Regions from separate parts of the Rattus norvegicus genome. Here all the other regions are linked to region 2. Evidence: chromatin contacts called from public Hi-C data. All regions are on one chromosome and are shown on one strand. The core of a region is the stretch at or near the end of the contact, and the rest is flanking DNA. Distances in the headings are between cores, read along the strand shown.

Evidence for each region. A called contact is a pair of places that touch in the nucleus more often than the background predicts.
Region 1: a contact with region 2 is called in a Hi-C map of liver, with 3 times the contacts expected there. The contact joins two enhancer-like sites. A contact is called at or near these places in 4 of 12 Hi-C or Micro-C datasets (hepatocytes, kidney and liver).
Region 3: a Hi-C map of liver shows a contact between it and region 2, with 2.4 times the contacts expected there. The contact joins two enhancer-like sites. A contact is called at or near these places in 2 of 12 Hi-C or Micro-C datasets (kidney and liver).

What each region holds. Positions count from the first base shown.
Region 1 is chr11:89,974,364-89,977,486 of GRCr8, reverse strand. No RefSeq gene overlaps it. Among named protein-coding and RNA genes, the nearest start is that of Lppos, 46 kb to the right of the region's middle. Within about 2 kb of position 1,461, at least 22 of the 93 cell types and tissues checked have an H3K27ac peak or open chromatin away from gene starts, as enhancers often do. A contact at or near this core is called in liver, where this site is marked.
Region 2 is chr11:90,136,714-90,139,518 of GRCr8, reverse strand. No RefSeq gene overlaps it. Among named protein-coding and RNA genes, the nearest start is that of Lppos, 210 kb to the right of the region's middle. Within about 2 kb of position 1,483, at least 10 of the 93 cell types and tissues checked have an H3K27ac peak or open chromatin away from gene starts, as enhancers often do. A contact at or near this core is called in liver, where this site is marked.
Region 3 is chr11:90,285,488-90,288,187 of GRCr8, reverse strand. No RefSeq gene overlaps it. Among named protein-coding and RNA genes, the nearest start is that of Bcl6, 72 kb to the left of the region's middle. Within about 2 kb of position 1,432, at least 8 of the 93 cell types and tissues checked have an H3K27ac peak or open chromatin away from gene starts, as enhancers often do. A contact at or near this core is called in liver, where this site is marked.

The sequences.
Region 1 (3,123 bases), core at 212-2,711, 160 kb after region 2:
TGATACATTAGAGCCACCAGGACTCCATGACCTTTGCCCCTGAACCACCATCACTCCATGACCTTTGCCCCTGCCCACCTGGAAGCGGTTCCCCACCTCTAGCTCATCTCTATGACACTCTGTTACTTTGCCATAGTTTGTGGTTCTTCCCCACGAGACTGGCCTGATAGATTTACAGAGTTAAGCTGAGTTGCGGACTGGCAGGTGTTGGGGGTTGGGAGGATGTCTCTGAGGCAGAGGAAAGAGAGAGAAGGAAAACTGGAGTGACAGTGATAAGAGGATAACTTCACCATCTACCACTTCTGTCCAAAGAGGAAACTGAGGCCAGGCTGCTAAGATACAAACTTTGTAACTTTTTGACCCAGGAAGTTTTGAGAGCGATAATAAGGAAATGATTATAGAGTGCTTTGAGCTTTTCAGAGACAAGTGGTATTTAAAATACAAGGTATTATTACCTCCATAGAGTTTTTCTTTTGACTACCACTGCGCTTGAAAAATGTGGGCAGAACACTTTTATTTTTCAAAACTCAGGTATTTAAAAAGAAAAAACCACGGGCACAATACCTACCCCCAGCGCTATAAGCTAAAGCTCAGCTCTCTTGTCACTAGATAATTTAAACGTTCAAAGAGATCGGGTATTAGCTTTATCAGCTAACTTGACTGCATTTCCACTAGAGACATCTACCCTCTCCAGCTCACTCTTCCATCCCGAGATGTGAAGAACTAAATTTGACTAACCGTGAAAACGGTATTACATTTGAGGTCTTACCTACAAGTACTAAACACCACTCACTACAGGTATAAGGTGGGAACATGTTTTTAAAAGACCCCAAATAAATCAGGGCAGTCCAGGGCCAGCCGGTTCCTTGACTGAAGGCACGTGGCTGAATCTCATGAGAGGATTCCATATGTACTCCCATGATCGAGCCGCCAGTGTCTTAGAAGATTCTGAAACTGAAAATCAGAAATCAGTTCAAGTCCGCATTTCATGTGTGAGGATCGTTCCCTGAGAAGGCACTGAGGTGGCCCCCTCTGCTTGCTTCATGGGCCCACACCAAGAGTCTCACTAAACGTGATGCAGAAAGGCCCGTGGATCCTTACAGGGGCGCTTGCGGGTGCTGGCTCTGAAGAGAATAGGACACTGGTTCACACCCCAGGGCTCTGAGACTGGAAACAGGTTGCTTGTCCCCTCTGAATGTTTGGTTCCTCATCAGAGATGGGTGGAGGCTATTAATAGCATGTTTTTTTTTTCTTTCCTGGGGTTGTTTTGAAAATTGAAAACAAGCACAGAGGCCAGGACGTAGGAAAGGCTCGATTCGTGTTAGCGCTTATTAAAAAGCTGTAGCAGTTCATGTGCCCCGGGGCGTGTTGTTATTTCCTCGGAGTTCTGCTTTCAGTGCACAGTGGAACTAAAGATAACCATGCAGCTCTTGTCTCTGACCCGCCTGGGTGCTCTTACTAGAACGAAAGGAAAAAGGAAATACACGGTGGCCCAGAATGGGGCTCCAGAGAAATCCAAAATGAGCTGCGGTCTAAAAGTGACTTCTTCTCTCCAAGCCTATTTTTAGCCAGCTGTGAACTTCTCTAATACGCAAAGAGTGATGCTGGGCTCCCTGAATAGCTCCGCTGACGAGCTCCTGCCTGCTTCTGCTACTATGTGAATTTATGGAATTCTGGTCTCACACTTCATTAAAGAAATATACGATGGCGCAGAGACAGGAGGCCAGACACCTCTAACTCTTGTCTCCATCTCCCCGTGATAAATCTTAGCAGTGCCTCATTTGTGGAGGAAAAAGGAGTAACCAGTGAAGATACTATCTACAGACCCTTTATGGATAGCTTGGCTTCGCTTGCTTTTCCTTCTTTTCTTTGCTCTAGATCTTTCCTTTTTTCTCTTTTAGAGTTTTGGGGTTTTTTATTTTTAATGGATAACTTTGTTAAGAGGTCATAAAACAAGAAGTCTGGTCAAAAGTACCCTCAAACCTGTAAGATACAAGTTTATAAAAAAAAAAAAAAAAACCTAGATAACCAAGGCAAAGGAATTGTTTTTCACATAAAATTTCGCTTATGGTGGCCCAGAAGCTCAGTAGTTCACTGTAACCATGTTGAATCAAATTTGTTTAATCCAGATTGGATTCTGGTGACTCCATTGCCAACCCTCACACCCAGTCTGGTGCAGAGGGTGGGATGGAAGGAAGTCTAGTATTTACGTCACAAAGCAAATACTTCTAAGAATCCCTCGATCTGTTTCACCGCCCTTTTACCGTCTTAGCTAGTGGCCGCCCACGGTGGCTTGGAGAGGTCAGACTTCCAAAGAGTACCTGTCACAATCCTGATGAGTAGCTGCTGAAGAACAAAAGAAAGCTGAGTGTGGTGACCCCAGACATTCAATCCCAACGCCTGAGAGGAAGCCCGATATCTAATGAGACCGGCCTGGTACCCAGAAGGAGCCCTAAGATAGCTGAGCTATAGTGAGGCCCTGTCTGAAAAACAAAACCAAACAAACAACATAAGGAGCAGAGAATGGTTAAAAAAAGTGCTGGGGCTGGAGCTCAATAATAGGGCGCTTGCCTAATAGATCCAAGGCCTTGGGCTGAATTCCAAGCACAACAAAAGAAAGGACAACAGCCAGAGCTGGTTAAGGGACCATCACCAAATGACAGACAGACCTGCCCAGTGGTTCAACTATCATTTCTTCTATAATTCCTCTTCCATGTAACTCAGGTCCCCACTCTTTCCTGCTCGCCCGAGTAGCCCTGTGGTACAGGTTCCCTTCTGTCTTGACTTCCTGCTCACTTGCCCAGCTTCTTGATTATTGTTAAGCCCAGCGATCAGGCAAATGCTTCATTCATTATTCTCTTGTTTGACCAGCACAGCGCCTGGAATATATTGATCAATCTATAAGTAACTTGTTTTTATCAAATCAATATATTTTCAAAAGACAAAATCGATTTATTTTCCACCATTTGGTTTTATCTACCTAGAAACCTAGAACCAGAGTGACAGCATGTCAGAATGATTTCCCCTAATGCCAATTAAAGAATATCAGAGATATTCTGTTTAGCCTAAAATATCACAAGTTAATTTTTAATGGGTCGGATCTGTAACTCCCTCTAAAGCCTT
Region 2 (2,805 bases), core at 234-2,733:
TGTTGATTACATAAGTTCATTCAAGCTAGCTACCATAGCTTTTGAGGCTTCATTGCTACTTAATATAAACTCTCCTTGGAAACCAGATGTCCAACACACACCATAACGATCTATTTTATTCCTCCTTCTTCTGGGTTCTCTTGGTGTCTGGTTCATTGAAGCAGTGAAAATTCTGGTACCCAGATCCTGACTCTGCCATAAGTGAGCTGTGAGGCCCTGGGAAGGTCACTTTATTACTCTGAACTTTAGGTTGTTCATTTCTAAAATCAAGGGGTAGGAGCTGTGATTGCCAAGGTCTCTGACATTTGCTGATGAAGGGACAGACTGGGGTAGCATGGGGATCAGTCCCAGTGAGGCAGAAAGACTTTATGGCCATTCCTCACTGGGAATGTACATGATGAATCTTAACTGAACACGATGGGATTCGCTGTTTTTATACTGGTAGTTCTCCAGTCAGGAAGGAGGGATTGGCCGCCTGGGGCTGGAGGGAAGTAGAGAGAAGTGGCTGAAGAGAGCTAGGCTGATGAAACAACCTGCAGATAGCATTATTATTACCATAGCTTTGTGATACTATTTCTGTGATTACGTTATGCTAAAGTGAAAGGGCCTTCAAGATACTTAAAGGGTAAAATCCTGGGGAAGGGGATCACTAAGAACATTTTCAACCTCAAGGTGATTCTGGATAACTCACTTGGAAGCTTTCATTTTTATGACAGATTACTTTTTAAAATAATATTTTTTTAATGATTCAAAAAGTCTACATGTAAAGAATCCAAAAGCCAAGTGTTCTAGTAGTCCATGAGGAGCCAAGCTGCAGGCTTTCCCCGACATTAGAGGTGCTTCACGTACGTTCTATCATTTGCTCTTGCAAGCAACCCTGGGAAAGAAAGCATCACCAAGGCCTTCCTTTACCAGGTGGTAGAAAAGCAAGATGCTAATTGGTCAAGCTGCTGGTTCGAAACCTCAGGTGGTGGAGATAAGGCTGTGTGTCAACCCAGATCTAACCCGGAACTACCCATGACTACTATGCTCTGAGGCATTCTTTACTGCCCAGGGTAGCCTCCTTTGGCCTCTGGCAGCCAGCTCTGCAGGCCTGAATCAGGGTCACAGCCCCGAGTTCCACAGACTAATGGAGCGGAGTAGATCACCAGAGCAGCAGGAAAGCCTCGGTTATCAGCTAACTCGCTCACCTGACTTTGTCTGCTCTCTGATATTCTGGGAGCCAGAGCTGGCAAAGTGAGCTCAGAAACCCTCTCCTGCCTGCCTACTCTTCTCGAGACTTGGCATCCAAAACCAAAGAGATTTCCACAGGTCTGTCACCACAGACATGATTAGGAATTATTTTGTGACGCCACCTACTAATCCTCCTGGCCAGGATTAGACAGAGTTAACAGTTTCTTTAGGGACTTCCATTAGCCAACCTAACCAATAAAGTCAGGAGGGACTAAAGCAGAAATGTGACTGCGTGTGAGTCACTCAGTCTCGACCTTCGGCATGTTTTGAAAACGTGTTGTGAAACACTTTCCAATCAATACAGTGCTGGGCAGTAACGGGTGGGGGTTGTGCAAGAGGGGAGGTGGAGCGTTTATGTTGGGTCATTTGAGAGGTTCCAAATTCTTACTGAGAGAAGGACCAAAAACACAAGGTCCCCATAACAGTGTTTAATGGAATCACAGAAAACCAAGCACCAAGGGGGAACAAAAGGGGACACCTTTCTTTGCAGCAGACTAGTGAAATGGGTGGCCTATGTTCATACCCCCAAGCCAGAGAGCCTATCCCTTCCTGTCAAAGCCCAAGTCTGGTGTGTTAACCTCCGTTTGCTGCCAGACACTTCCGTGCTGCAGACAGTACCCTACCCTTCAGGCATTTCGAGTGTCCGAGGTGAAGGAAACAGCTGGCAAGAGGCAAGTGCCTAGAACAAGGGAGCTGAAGATGGTTCAAGGCCCACCTGCCCCTTGCGAGGTCTCTGACTGTAGGAGCAGTCATGTCCCCTGTCAGACCCTTTCCTAGTCTTTCCTTTCTACCAAGGAGAGAAGACTCATATGAAGCTTGAGAGTGATGAGGGACGTGCAAATTCTTTACAAGCCACGCACACGCGAGTGCATGCACACACACACACACACACACACACACACACACCACAGGACTATTATTAGTGGAAACCCATCAGTGTGATTTTCGCAAACTCAGATGGAAAGAATCTCCCATTTAAAGAATGGCACTCAGGTATGACTTTGTGGTTAGAGGCAAAAACCGGCCCTGAAGAGAAGCCTGCACACATGACAGAGAGCATTTGAGTGCCAGTCGGTGCCACTCTCAATCAACTGCAAGCCTGGGTGGCTGGGAAATGTTTAACGACTGGTTTTATGGTGGTTAAAAATAAATAAATAAAAATAAAATAAGACAAAACGAAATATATGATTGGCTGTTAAGTACTTGCACCACAGCGCTATGGATTCCACAATGTCAGTAACACCGGGTGAGGAGAAAATGCCCACAGCTGGCCCACACATGTAGGTACAAGGCAGGTCAAGCTCTGCTCCCCACTGGAAACTTCTGGAAGATTAGTTAATACAACGTACTTTGAAAGCCTGTTCGACTCGAGTTTTAATAAACAAAGCCACTCAATGTCTTCCTCGGATGCTTCAAATGAAAATTCGTACTTTACTTGTCTTGGTCATTGTCGGATAGAATCTTAACTGTGTATTTGTCAAAATTGCTGGCTTCTAAACTCCCGTCATGACATTGTGAGTATGTTTGTGGGGGAGGGGAAGTGTGACCCTTGGTTTTCAAATCTAATGACTG
Region 3 (2,700 bases), core at 183-2,682, 150 kb before region 2:
AGTGTGCATGATTGAATATTAGACACTCAGGAATGGTGCATTCCCCACGGGATTTCTGTTCCCCCCCTCTCGGTCCTCATCTACGAGGCAGCACAATGACAGAAATGTTCTATGCACTGCCTCACACTGGGTGTTTAGTCATTGTTCAGTGAATGGCTGTGATACTAAATTTCTAGGCTATAAAGGGGAGCACTGACTGGGAAGCCTGGTGGGAAGGCATGAGACCACACATTCAGTCACGTGCCCTGCCTGGTAACTGGCAGCATTCGGTTTGGCCCATTTGCAGCAAAGTGCTCTCCACACTTTGATCCTACAGTAGTTTTCATTTTATAGGTATCGCATTTGAACTCACAGGGGTTAAGTACCTTGTGAGAGCATAATTTTTGAAGCAACAATACTGGAATTAGCTCATGGTTCAAAGATATTTATTGAGTGCTTACAATGGACTACACCCACCCCACACCCACCCTGGCTAAGCTCCTTTACCGAGTAAGGGCTCAGGAAACATGAGAACCCTCGTTGTGAAGGAATTAGAATTACCTCGCAGAAGATCCCTGCTGAGAGGGGATGGCAGATTGTAGTCAGGACAGAGAACTGCCTGTGTTCACAGCTAAGGTGTTCAGTGGCACACTACTGCTGGGTGCCTTCTGTGTTTCTGGGTGGTCTGTCAGCAGGGCTTGAAGTCAGCACCATCTCTCTGACCCCCCTGAAGCTCTCCTACTTGCCTAGGCTAACAGCCCTGGCATTCCGAGCCTGCCCTTTTCCATACATTCTTTCTTGCTCGGAGTGCCAAGATTTTGCTCGACTGACAATTTTGAGTGGGTTCCAGGCCATTTAGCTCTGTCAGAGATTTGGGTGAAAGTTTCCTCCCACTCTGCCTGGGCCTCAGATAATCAAACAGTGTGTGATCAACCTCTGCAGGGGGCGTGGGATGGGAGAAGCTCCTGAGGTGTCTGTAGCTACTCCCCTTACCTACCTGCACTGGTGGAACTGTGTGGTGATGATGGGCTGTTCTTGAAAAGATAGTGTGGAGCACTCAGGACAGTGTGACTTGTCCAAACAGAGGCTCCTGGGAAGTGCTGGTGGGTTGGGTTATTTGTCAGGGCCAAGGGGACAAATGTAGGTGTCTGATAGGACACCAGTGGGAAGGGAAGATGTAGGAGATGACTGAGGAACTCGGGCTGCATGCCCAGGGATAGGCCTCAGCATCCCCAGACCTGGAGCGGCTGGCTCAGTCTGGTGCCTCTCTCTGTAGATAAATTCTCACTGCCTTCCAGAGCACGGTGTCCCAAGAACTGTGCATCTGAGGTGGGGCGAAAGACAAATATGCCTTTTCATAATAGCTTTACACCTGGAGCAGTGGAGGACCGTTTATTACCTTGGTAAACAGGAGGGAGAATTCAAGCAAAGTACAAACTTTGCCCAAGGCACTTCTGACAGAGCACCTTGTGTTTGTGAAGTGAGCTGATAGAGCCGGTGGGAGGCGGGGCCTGCTTTGTTTTCTATCTCCTCCCCCCTTTTCTTGTCTGATTTCCAAGGTTTAAAAGTTCGAGAGTGTGTGTGTGTGTGTGTGTGTGTGTGTGTGTGTGTGCGCGCGCTCTAGAGAGGGAGTTTGGGGAGAATTCATTTTGGCTCTGGCTTTTCCCAGCATTTTGAAATCCCTTTGCTTAGTGTAAAAAAAAATACAGGAGCGAATTTATATTGTCTCCAGAGATAACGTACTCCTTGCTGCTTTTGGTGACAAATAGGGCTTGTGAGTGGGTGACAGGGTAAACCAGTTTGGGGGAACACAGAAGGAACGAAGGTTTCTATTAAATCTTAAAATGCAGTAAATATTTATAACAGTGCCTATTTTGTGCCAGGTACAGAACATGAACTTTCCATAAACATTATTTAATTTAGTCTTTACGACTACATGAAGCAGAGACCTTTTAACAAAATGTCCACTTTATAGGTCTGGGGAGATATCAAGGACTGTAAAGTAAGTACTTGACATGCAAACATGAGGAGCTGAGTTTGATCCTCTTGTTAAATAAGGACATGTTTTCAGAGTCGAGTGTAGTGGCCCGAGTTTGTGTTCGCACTGCTAGCTAAGGAGGTTGAGATGCTCATGACTCCTTGGAGCTTGCTACAGCCCGGCTAACCTCATTGGTGAGTCCTGAGTTCCAGTGAGAGATCAGGTCTCTAGAAACAAGATGAATGGCTCCTGAGGAACAATGCCTGAGATTGACCTCTGACCTCCACATGCAGATACACACAGATGTACCTACACCTGTCTATGTCCTACACACACACACACACACACACACACACACACACACACATACACACACACACACACACACACACACACACGAGGAAATACCTACTTTATATGTGAGAAATAGCATGGTGTGATACTGCCAGCCGCCCCCCCCCCCCCCCCCCGCCCCTCATCCCAGCACTTGGGGTAAGGGCTAAGAAGGTGGGAAGTTCAAGATTATTATTAGTTACATGGAGAGCTGGTGGCCAGTCTGGAGGATAGGCCAGGAAACAGAAGGCCGTGGCTACTGTGGTAATTTGAGCCATAGGGGCCAACTTCCAAATTTAGGCCTTTCTGAACTGCCCTGGAACCTTTATTTAGGGTCACAGATTATGTGATATGTGAAGTTCTATCCTTTTGCTACCCAACCCCATTCTTCTGCTTTGCTCTGCCTGGAT